4 separate regions of the Mus musculus genome follow, and regions 2, 3 and 4 are each linked to region 1. Evidence: chromatin contacts called from public Hi-C and promoter capture Hi-C data. All regions are on one chromosome and are shown on one strand. Each heading gives the region's core, a stretch centred on a gene start, on an enhancer-like site or on the middle of the called end of the contact. The rest is flanking DNA. Distances are from core to core; before and after follow the strand shown. Region 1 holds the start of Zfp551 (zinc fingr protein 551). Region 2 holds the start of Zscan22 (zinc finger and SCAN domain containing 22). Region 3 holds the start of Zfp128 (zinc finger protein 128). Region 4 holds the start of Zfp110 (zinc finger protein 110).

Evidence for each region. Promoter capture Hi-C pulls out the DNA fragments that hold promoters and counts their contacts. A called contact is a pair of places that touch in the nucleus more often than the background predicts.
Region 2: a contact with region 1 is called in a Hi-C map of cortical neurons. The contact joins the promoter of Zscan22 here to the promoter of Zfp551 in region 1. A contact is called at or near these places in 3 of 39 promoter capture datasets (the 3T3-L1 cell line, hippocampal neurons and neural stem cells) and 3 of 484 Hi-C or Micro-C datasets (LSK cells, cortical neurons and myocytes).
Region 3: a contact with region 1 is called in a promoter capture Hi-C map of neural stem cells. The contact joins the promoter of Zfp128 here to the promoter of Zfp551 in region 1. A contact is called at or near these places in 5 of 39 promoter capture datasets (the 3T3-L1 cell line, hematopoietic stem and progenitor cells, hippocampal neurons and 2 more), 7 of 484 Hi-C or Micro-C datasets (LSK cells, the N1E-115 cell line, cortical neurons and 3 more), 2 of 115 datasets of contacts at active chromatin or transcription factors (embryonic stem cells and large pre-B cells) and 1 of 9 other capture datasets (pancreatic islet).
Region 4: a contact with region 1 is called in a Hi-C map of DN3 thymocytes, with 10 times the contacts expected there. The contact joins the promoter of Zfp110 here to the promoter of Zfp551 in region 1. A contact is called at or near these places in 5 of 39 promoter capture datasets (3T3-L1-derived adipocytes, the C10 cell line, cranial neural crest and 2 more), 3 of 484 Hi-C or Micro-C datasets (DN3 thymocytes, adipose-derived mesenchymal stem cells and forebrain) and 3 of 115 datasets of contacts at active chromatin or transcription factors (astrocytes, craniofacial prominence and large pre-B cells).

The regions. Positions count from the first base shown.
Region 1 is chr7:12,421,194-12,423,779 of GRCm38.p6, forward strand. Zfp551 (zinc fingr protein 551) reads right to left here and starts at 1,298. Exons shown (of 4, transcript NM_001033820.3): 1 at 1,197-1,298; 2 at 615-653. The coding sequence starts at 1,295.
Region 2 is chr7:12,896,513-12,899,098 of GRCm38.p6, forward strand. Zscan22 (zinc finger and SCAN domain containing 22) reads left to right here and starts at 1,297. Exons shown (of 3, transcript NM_001290436.1): 1 at 1,297-1,468.
Region 3 is chr7:12,879,867-12,882,452 of GRCm38.p6, forward strand. It overlaps Zfp128 (zinc finger protein 128), which reads left to right and starts at 1,312. Exons shown (of 4, transcript NM_153802.4): 1 at 1,312-1,494. The coding sequence starts at 1,429.
Region 4 is chr7:12,833,466-12,836,051 of GRCm38.p6, forward strand. It overlaps Zfp110 (zinc finger protein 110), which reads left to right and starts at 1,296. Exons shown (of 8, transcript NM_022981.5): 1 at 1,296-1,699; 2 at 1,982-2,062. The coding sequence starts at 2,018.

The sequences.
Region 1 (2,586 bases), core at 48-2,547:
TAATGTTCCCTCACTCATACTCCTGTAAGTAACCCCAGTAAAGCTCACTGGCTTACCAAGTTGTACTTTGGTCTGTCCTCTCTTCCCTATCTGGGACTCCTAGATGCTTGTTCATGTCTCCACAGAATTACTGTCTACACAACACCATTTCCCTTCTTCCACAGTCGGTTTCCCGTGCAGCAGCCGGCAACAAGGAGCCTGAGGAGAATAAGTTGGCTTGCCAGCCTTCTCCACACCCAAATTTCCCATTGTCATTTCTACATATAAAGTACACATTCTGCTTTTCAGAGAATTATTCTGGGTCTGACACCTTCACCTCACTGATCCTTATTCTAAGGAGAAAGATCTTTCTGCACATGCCTAAGTAATTCAGTCTCCCCTTCAGGCACAGGCACATACTGGCACACACCGTGGGAGAAGCAACCTTCTACACTTCTGTTCACACTTGCCAAGAATTTCATACAACTCACAGCCTACACATCTCTGGGTTATGTACCTAACCTGTTCAAGACTGCAAGGCACCAGGCTACTAGGGCACACTGAGATAATAGACCAAGGACACCACTAACCTAAAACCTGTTGGTAGCATGAGGGTAATGGCAGGATCCACTTACCAGGCCAAGCTCCATAACTGGTTCTGAAGTCAGGGGAACCTGAAAAAAGGAGGAGGCTCTTAGAATCTAGCAGCCATAGGCGGTCTTCACAGGCTTCAGTCACACAGTGACCCTGATCACCGTGGGGTCAGAAGGCCTGGGATTACTACAAATCTGTCTATGCAGTGGTCCACAATTCTGAATCTCACCTGAGAGCTGTCACACCGGTGGCACAACTCTCTCCTGCCCCTCATATCTCCTCCTGTTTGTCCTTGCTCTGAGTAACTTCAGGAAAATTTAGAATCCTATTCCCGAATAGGATCTCTGTTCACAATTCTCACTGGCTCCCGGTGTCTGAAGAATTAAACTCAAATTCCTCAGGTGCAAATCGACCTCACAACTGCTTCTACAAACACTTGGCTACTAGGACTCAAAATCTTCCCTGCCTAGCAGCCCTTTCAGGAGGCATCCCTCTGCAACACTCACAAACCCCTGCACACAGCTGTTCTGCTGCCAGGAGCACCAACTAGGAACTTCAGGGTCATGATGGGGCCTCTTCCGGGGCTCTAGCGCTCGGGTGACAGCGCAAGACGCAGCACTTACCTGGGCTATGTTCCTGTGCATGGCCACAGCCATTGGATTCTGTAGAGGAAGCAAGGACCAGGTCGCCGAGGTCTCTTCCCTAGGCCTGGCTCGGGGCATGTGGGCGGAGTCGCTGGGCCTCAGCAGGGCCTCTGTAACACAGAGCAGCTCTTTGCGCTCTGCCATAAGAACTGCCCACCTCGCCGAGCTTCCAGTTAGGTAAACAAACCTCAGAAACGCCTAAACGACCACCAAAAAGACCACGCTGGAAATCTAGCTCCAGACACGAACCGCGCACTAGTCCACAAACACACACCCCAAAAAATAATAATACAAATAAATGCCGAATTTCCACGGGCTCAACTCCACCCCCATCGTCTCGCGTATTGCATCCCGGGAAATGTAGTTTCCGTCGCTCCCCAGGCAGGTACCCTGCCCCCAAGCCTGACCCCTATGAACTTAGTTTAAAAGAAAACAGGCATGCTTATATGAGTTTGTGACTACAGCTTTCTGGCGAGGAAAGATACTTAAATAAAACTGTTTCAGTATTCCTGGGATCTGTTGTATGGCTGATAGCCACTGTGATGATGTCTTATTTCAGACACCATGAAGTTCTTTGTGCATCAAGAGGCTATAAAGAAACAAATTCAAATGAACATATTCCGTATAGTAGTTTAGGCACTATATGTGTGCTTGTGTATCTGTATATTTATGTATACACTCAGGGACTCCATGATGCAGTTCTCAAGAGGTCATCCCATCCATGATGGATGAGACTTTATGGTATTTCAGATATTCGTGTCACCCATGTGCCTTTAAGAACCCCTCACCAGTGCTCACACACAAATGCTCTCTCTCTCTCTCTCTCTCTCTCTCTCTCTCTCTCTCTGTGTGTGTGTGTGTGTGTGTGTGTGTGTGTGTACATCATACATACATACCTATACCCATGCCTGTACCCGTACTTGTACACATACACATATGTGTGCAAAAACTGTTGGCTTGGCTATAATATGCATTTTTATTGCTGTTCAAACGCTTTCATTCAAAATCATTGATAACTAAATTTTTAACTCCCTGTATACTCAGTTAATGACAAGACAAAAACAATGTTAATTGGGTACATTGTATGGAAGATAAGGAACAATGTTTTGACTACCGTAGATCAGAAGCTAAAGGGACATCTTTGCCTCTTGTTCCCACAGACAGCTGCTTTCCTACCTATTTTCTAGTGATTGTGCCTAATGCGCAGATCCAATTTTATATTTTTCATTTAGTATGTCTTGTTCAACTTCCAAAGAAGCAGTTGCCTTAAGAATTTATAAATTCACTATGTCTTCCAGTTGCCCCAAATATATATTTGTCAAGAAACTGCTGAATGAAATTTTTTAAAAATTTAAAAATGCCTTGCTCC
Region 2 (2,586 bases), core at 47-2,546, 480 kb after region 1:
GGTGGGGAAGGAGGGATGAGTACAGAGCAAATTCATGTACTAGGAGCCTGCTCAATACCCTTGCCTCCGTTGGAAGTAGCGAAACATTGTTTTCTCACCTGAGAGTCTCTGTGAGGAACTGAATTTGGCCGAGATTGCTGTACTGCCAATTTTCTCCTCAAAGCACTGATCACCTTACATCTTTCTGTTGCACAGTTCCCTCAATACACGCATCCTGTGGCTGCTCTCTATGAAGTTTGCTAGTATGGCTGTTAAAAAGACTGTTACTCGTGCACCATTCACTTTGTATGGAGCTCAAAGACAGACAAACTTGTAGACAATTTAGCAAATCCCAACAGTAAAGGCCTCCTAGTCAGGCACCTTGTCTAAAAGTCTGGAAGCTGTCTGTGATGTTTAAATGGCCTGCAGACACACACATACACACTCCACCCCCAGCTGTCTCGTGTAGTTAGTGTTAGTTAGCTAAGACTGGCTACATTCAAATAAAATGACAAAGGTTTCGGAAGGATTGTGGAAGGATTGTAGTTTAGGGCTTGAGGTTGCACTTAATGTGAGTAAAGGTCCAGGTTCCCCAGAACCAAAAAAATTAAGCAAAATATGGCTGGCAAGAAAGAAAAGTGGGTAAAAGTACTTGCTGCCAAAACTGAGTTTGACCTGCAGAACTCACTTGGTAAAAGGAAAGAACAGGGTTCCAAAAGTTGTCTCCTAACCTCTTCACGTGCATTGTGGTACGTACCCCACAACACACATAAACACACATGAACAAACACACACACCAAATAAATGTGATTTTAATATATATATATGTGTGTGTGTGTATACATATATACATATACATATACATATACATATACATATACATATACATATACATATACATATACATATACATATACATATACATATACATATACATATACATATACATATAACCTATGTGGGTATTTTGCCTGCTTGTATATCTGTGTAGCATTTGTGTGCCTGGTGCCTATGAAGGCCAAAAGAGGGTACCAAAACTCCTGGGACTGGAGTTAGACGGTTGTGAGCCATCAGAGGATGGACCTCACTCACTTGCACCGTGCATGCTCCAACTTCCCACACATCCCACAACTTCTACTCAGAAACACCAGCCTAGAGTCACCATCCTTCCCAACCCAACCCCCGGCAGGCATTCAGAACTACAACTCCCACAGGGCCGAAAGAATTAGCGCTGTGCTTTCTGGAACTTGTAGTCCAGGTGACGTGCTGTGTGGCCATTCGCCTGTACTAGGCACTTTGGGACTTGTGGTCCCTGGGCACGAAGGCGCATGTGTGTGCGTCACCAGGACGCCTTTGGAAGTGTCCGCTGGGAGTTCTGGAGACCCGGTGAGCGCGGGAACCCTGGCATGGAGGGGTGAGGGCTGCGAACGCCCACGGCAAACCTAACGGCCTGTGAGTACAGGACAGAGTGTGTCACGGCTGATGGAGTGTAAGTCTGACAAACCAAAAGCGGGACTGGCCGACCGGTTGTATGTGTCCGACAGGTTGTGCTACGTCTGATGCGTCGTGGCCTTGGATATCTCGTCGAGTGACTGATGAAGCCACCGACAGAAATAGCTTTTCGATGGACTTTAAGATGGGTTTGTAGCCAGGCGTGGTAGCGCAAGCCTTTAATCCCAGCACTCGGAGGCAGAGGCAGGCGGATTTCTGAGTTCGAGGCCAGCCTGGTCTACAAAGTGAGTTCCAGGACAGCTAGGGCTACACAGAGAAACCCTGTCTCGAAAAACCAAAAAATAAAAATAAAATAAAATAAAAAATAAATTTAAAAAAGATGAGTTTGTAACGAGTTCAGCCATGAGTGAAATCCTCTGTGTCTGGTTGAGATGCTGACTAACATGGTCTTCCTGCCTCTGCCTCCCAAGCCACCACGCCAAACATTTCAGCTGCTTTATTTACTTATTTTTATTTTATATGCATTGGAATTTTGCCTGCAAGTATGTGTGTGAGGGTGCCAGATCTTGGAATTACAAACAGTTGTGAGCTGCAATGTGGGTGCTGGGAATTGAACCTGGGTCCTGTGGAAGAGCAGCCAATGAATGCTCTTAACCACCCACTGAGCCACCTCTTCAGCCCCTTGAGCTGCTTTAATTCCACCATAAAATGTATATTAATTGAGCCAGCCATGGTGGCACATGTTCTTTTCGAAGCCAGCCTCATCTATGTATCAAGTTCCAGGCCATCCAGGACTTTATAGTAAACCCCTGTATCCTGGTTGGGTTGGGTTGGGTTGGTTGGGTTGGTTGTATACAACTTGATGAAAGCTAGCGTTATCTGAGAAGAGGAACCTCCATTGAGAAAAGGCCTCCAAGAGATGACTTGTAGGCAAGTCTATAGGGGCATTTTCTTGATTAATTATTGACGTGGGAGGACCCAGTCCAGGTGCCACCCCTGAGTAGGTGATCCTGGGTTATATAAGAAAACAGACTGAGCAAGCCTTGGGAAGCAAGCATTCCACCACAACCTCTGCTTCAGTTTTTGCAACCAGGTTCCTACCTTGAGTTTAACCTGACTTCCTTCAAAACTGGTAATTTGTGAGGAAAATAAGCC
Region 3 (2,586 bases), core at 62-2,561, 460 kb after region 1:
TCTATCAATCAGAGTAGAGAACCACCCAAACTACATATCTAGTAATCAGCACCCCCTTCTCCTGAACCCTATAAAAGGAAGCCCTGAGCAATAATCTGGACACTGAGAATCTTCACTCCCATAACTCATTGTCAATCTTTAATAGCATACCTACATAATATGTAATTTCACTTTTACTCAAATAACATTATCTTACTTTTTTTCTGTAAGCTCTTAAATTCAATTCTTTGGAAAAGAGGCCAAGAACCTAGAAATGCCCAGCCCAGACCCAGAGCACCAGTTATGACACTACTGTCATTGTCAGACTGGTGAGGAAGATGCCAGGAGAGAACAAAGGAAACTACTAGGCTGAAAGGAGGGAGAGACAGAGAAGGGAGGATGAGAATAAAAGGACCTGCTGTTTGCTGGACTGCAGCTCTGTATTAGAGCACTTACCACTCTTGCATAAAGACCTAGGTTCAATATCCAGTACTGGGGAGTGGGGATAGTGGAGGAAGGGCAGAGCCTGCTGTTCTACACCTGATAGTCTCTGTCTCTTTAAGGGTATAGTGTATTTTTGGTCTTTTTCTATTACATCATCAACCTAGTGAAAACTAGCAAAAGCCCATTGTTTCCTTCCTTCTTTCCTTCCTTCTTTCCTTCCTTTCTCTCTTTTCCTCTTTCTCTCTTTCCTTCTTTCTTTCCCTTTTCAAGGCAGGGTTTTGTAGCCCTGGCTGTCCTGGAACTCACTCTGTACACCAGACTGGGCAGGAATCAGAAATCTGCCTGCCGGGCAGCCGGGTGTGGTGGTGCACGCCTTTAATCCCAGCACTCAGGAGGCAGAGGCAGGCAGATTTCTGAGTTCGAGGCCAGTCTGGTCTACAAAGTGAGTTCCAGGACAGCCAGGGCTATACAGAGAAGAAACCCTGTCTCGAAAAACCAAAAAACCAAAAAACAAAACAAAACAAAAAAACCAACAAAACAAAAAATTCCAGCAGCAGGTCAGATTGACCAATTCTAACACCAAGACCTTGCCGCTGCGCGCCCAACTCACGGTGCAGATGCATATATGCCCTGAACTCAGCCGTCAGGGCGGGAGGATTATTTTCCAGGCAACTCGAAGCCCAAGTGATGCCCGCACCCGCAGGTAACGGAATGTAAGCTGACCTCTGCTGGTACCCAGACCTGATCCTTAAACAAGACCTGTGAGTGGTTGCACTCCCTTAGACCAGAGGCCAGGCCTTCCCCGATTGGTCAACGTTGGGCTGGCGCTAGCTTCCATTGGTTAAGTGCTGCGTCTCGGCGCGTGGCCTTCTGGGAATTGTAGTCTCAGTGTCCCTGGCGCTGCCGCCATTGTCCAGCGGGAGGCCAGTCGGGTGGTCCCCAGGACGGGGCTGAGTTTAAAATTAGGGTGTCCTTGGACGTCTGTGGCTAACCTGTTGGCCTGGAATGGACCACCAGGACAAAGCAGCAACAGTGGCAATGGCCTCGCGGCCGCAAGCAACACAACTTCAGGTAACAAAAAGGACAGATTGGACTCCGAGTCCTGCTGTCCCCGACAGAGTGACCTGTAACCCGCGGCGCTTTTTCCACAAGAGAAACAAGCGCTGTGGCTCAGCCTCCGAGCCTGGGTCCAAATCTAGTTCCCTCTGTGTGCATGCTTCAGCCTCCTGTCTGCGTGCCATGGGGTGGAGGGGAGGAGGGTGGTCATTTCCCTGAGGACTGACAGGCTCTGCTCAGGGGTTCGATCCCACTCTGGCCAACGCCCTCCCATTTATCCCGAAAGACGGTTCTCGGAGATGACAGGTGACTGGCTAGCATTACAGAGCAACCACATTGCGGGTACGGTCCTCAAAACATGTCCTAAGGCGCAGAATCAACCGACTTTTAAGGGAACCTCCGCACCATGACCCCTATTTTGCAAGTAAGGCATAACTTCACGGGGCAGAGGTACCAAGTTAGGAAAACAGAAGTAACTAGTAAGGGTCACGCCCTTCTGGGCCTTGGGAAAACTGGTAGGTGTGGCTATCAGTGTTTGTCTAGCTCCTGATCATCAAAGTCTGCACTTGTAGACAAATTGCTTATTCTGTTCACCGTAGTTCACCTAGCAGAAGCCAAGACCATTTCATACATAAGTTCTGCAACTTTGAAATTATGCTCTGGAGGTCAGGAGGTGGGTATTTGGTTTGCTTGGGGGAAATTTGCGTTAATTACATTTGGTGTGAAAAGTAAGCTTATGATAGTCTTAGATTGCAAATGATCAGATTCATGTCATCTCAGTTTTTCATGAAATGTGACCAGAGTGTAGAACTGAGAACTGAGGCCTATCAACAGCTATATGAATGAGCCATAGTGAAGGTGGATTCGCCAGCCCCAGTCAAGTCTCAGGTAACCGTCATGAGGCTGACAGTTTGTCAAGGAGTAAGCGATGAGACGGGCGGGAAAAGAGGTGTGTTTAATCAATCTGTTGTCGTGTTTCAGGTAGTACACACAAAACGTAGTGAGACCTGAAATAAACACTACTTCATGGTTTCTGATGGGGTAGGAAATCAAGAGTGACTTAGTTTATGGATCTACCCTAGGCTCTTAAAGTTATATTCAAAATGA
Region 4 (2,586 bases), core at 46-2,545, 410 kb after region 1:
TCTAGTCTATTCTAAGTACATGCAAAGAATAAGGTCAGTTCTAAGTCAAGGTACAAACAAGGCAATAAACAAAGTCCTGTGGTATTCAGGGACTTACAAAACGATCAAGATCTTGATCTTAGCCCCAAGTCAAATTCTTGCCTGAGCCTACTTCCGTGTCCTAGCCTAATGTCAAATTCCTGCCCAATTCCTAGAAGCAGTCCCAAGAGCTCTCCACATGTATGGATATTTACAGTTAGCATCCCTGGGACTGAGTGTAATTTTAGTTTTCCTCATACATCTCTGATCCTCCATGTCCCTTTGTAGCTGGTCTTTGCAACTTTGTGGGTTCTCCTCTTCCTCCCATCTTTATCCATGCCCCCTTTTTACCCCTTAACACTAGACTGGAAAGAAACAGGAATAGAGGGGAGAGAGGAATTAGGAAATCCCTGAATCTGATTTCTTTTCTTTTGCTTCTCCTTTGACCTCAGCTACTACGAAACCACAACCAACCTCCTCCCTATACAACCAACTGGTCCAGCCCAGCCCCTAGCCTATCGGGCCCTAACATTAATATACTCTCTGAAAAGTTCTCAGAATTCCAAATATAACACAATCACAAAAAACTATCTGCTACAGACAGAACCACGATTCTGCTAGAGCACAAAACAAATCACGGTCAGCTGCTACAGGCAGTCTGAAGCAGCCCCACATCCCTATACCTGGAATCAAACAAAATATTATTTTATAATATTTGTTTGTTCTTCCAAGAAACCAAAATTCCAGGATTCTCACTACATCCCTTCCTCTGCTGGGGAAAACTAGAGAGGACATTTAGTGTAGCCTACCATATTTTAAGTCCACCAGGTCTCCATACTTCCCACCTAAACGTTATAAGCCCACACCACCCTGCCCAGACCACACAACCCTGCCCACTCTACTAATCTGGACGCAAACGCCTGTCCTCTCATGGAAATTTGAGTACTTTTAATTCCGATGCCTAATGGCTTTCTGTTTCTACAGTTACTCCTTTCTTCCTCTCCCTTTAAGGGTACCGGTGAAACTTCAGTAAGATTGCATCCTTTTCTCCTTCCCCACAGTAAACTCCGTTAAATGACTTTGTCTTCTCTTGCCTCCGACCCACAGACAGCCCCAATCCGGATTCCCTCCCCCTCTACACTAGTAGAGCCGTAGGTTCCATCTGTCCCCTCGTCCCGCCTTCCTTGCTCTGCTACGCGGCGTGCCTCGCTCAGCCGACCTAACACCAGCACTTCCGGCCCACCCCCTTGCCCATGCCTAGCTTCCGTTTTGTCCAAGTTCTTTTGCTCCTGTTAGTGGGTTCGATTCTCTCCTAGCCTCGGTCTCTGTCCACAGAGGTACTGGTGCTCAGCGTCTTAGTATCCTTCTTCAAAAGCTGCATCCTAGTTCTTTAGCAGTCAATAACACACTTTTCGGACTTCGGCTTCGCCCGCCAACAGGACAAACGCCGCCTAACTGCTGCCGCTCGACGTCCGCGGGGGCGTCTGGGAGTTGTAGTCCGGACTCGTGAGCTGGCGCAGTTCGGGACAAGACCGACGGGCGAGCGCCATTGTGTCTTTCCGCAATCGTAGCGCTGCGTGAAAGCCCGTCGGGGGCAGCACCCATCTTCTGTTTTATTTGCAACCTCTGGAACCCAGTGTCGGCTTCGTTTGTGGCGCCACTTCTACGGACCCGGGAGAAGGTGTGTAGTCGTGGGTCCGAACAAATCCTAAGGAAGACATCGCGTTCTAAATAAGGACCACAGTTTAAGAAAACCAACCGCCTTTTGGATTAGATGACATCAGCTGTCCCCTCTCGGTTAGAGGGGAACCTGTCTTGTAGGCTTATGGGAGTCGGGAAGAGGATTCACTGGGCACTTTGCAATTTTGGGGTGGACTGGTCATGTCCTGCTGAGGGGTGGGATATGGGCAGAGGTGGGGGAGCCGCTGGGCACATTCCTTAGTGCCCCCCTCTTCCACTTTAGGTTTCGTCAGCATTCTGCCTACTCCTGGGAGAGAACATGGAGGACAGTATGGCTTCCACGCTTCCAACAACCTGGCCCCATGTGAGTAAAGGCTTCTTTTCAACTTTTGAGTCGGCTCAGGGGTCGGCTAGTGGTGAGACGTTTGTTCTCAAATATCATTGAGTTTCGGGAGGAGTTGGAGGACTGCCCAAGAGGGTGGTTACAATAGAAGAAACAAACAAACCGATTTCTGAACCAGGAACTGGCAAGCCAGATTGAGGCTTTTTAATTAAAAAACAATACTATTACATTTGGGGGGGGGGGGGCATGCACGTGTGTGCCACTGCCTGCTTGTAGAGGACAGAGAGTACCTTTCCGGATCGCTACCCTTCTTCCAACATATGAATCCTGAAGATCAATCAAACTCAGGCTTGGTAGCAGGCACCTTTACCCACTGAGCCATCTCACCAATCCTTTTCAACCTTTATTTTTTCTTTTTTTTTTTTTTTTTTTTTTTTTTTTTTTTAAGCTGAGGGTCTGGTGAAAGAAACTGACAAGTGTAAGAAGATAAGAAGCTCATGTTTAGTTTTCAGCAACTACTTTAAGGAAGTGACAATTCAAAAACA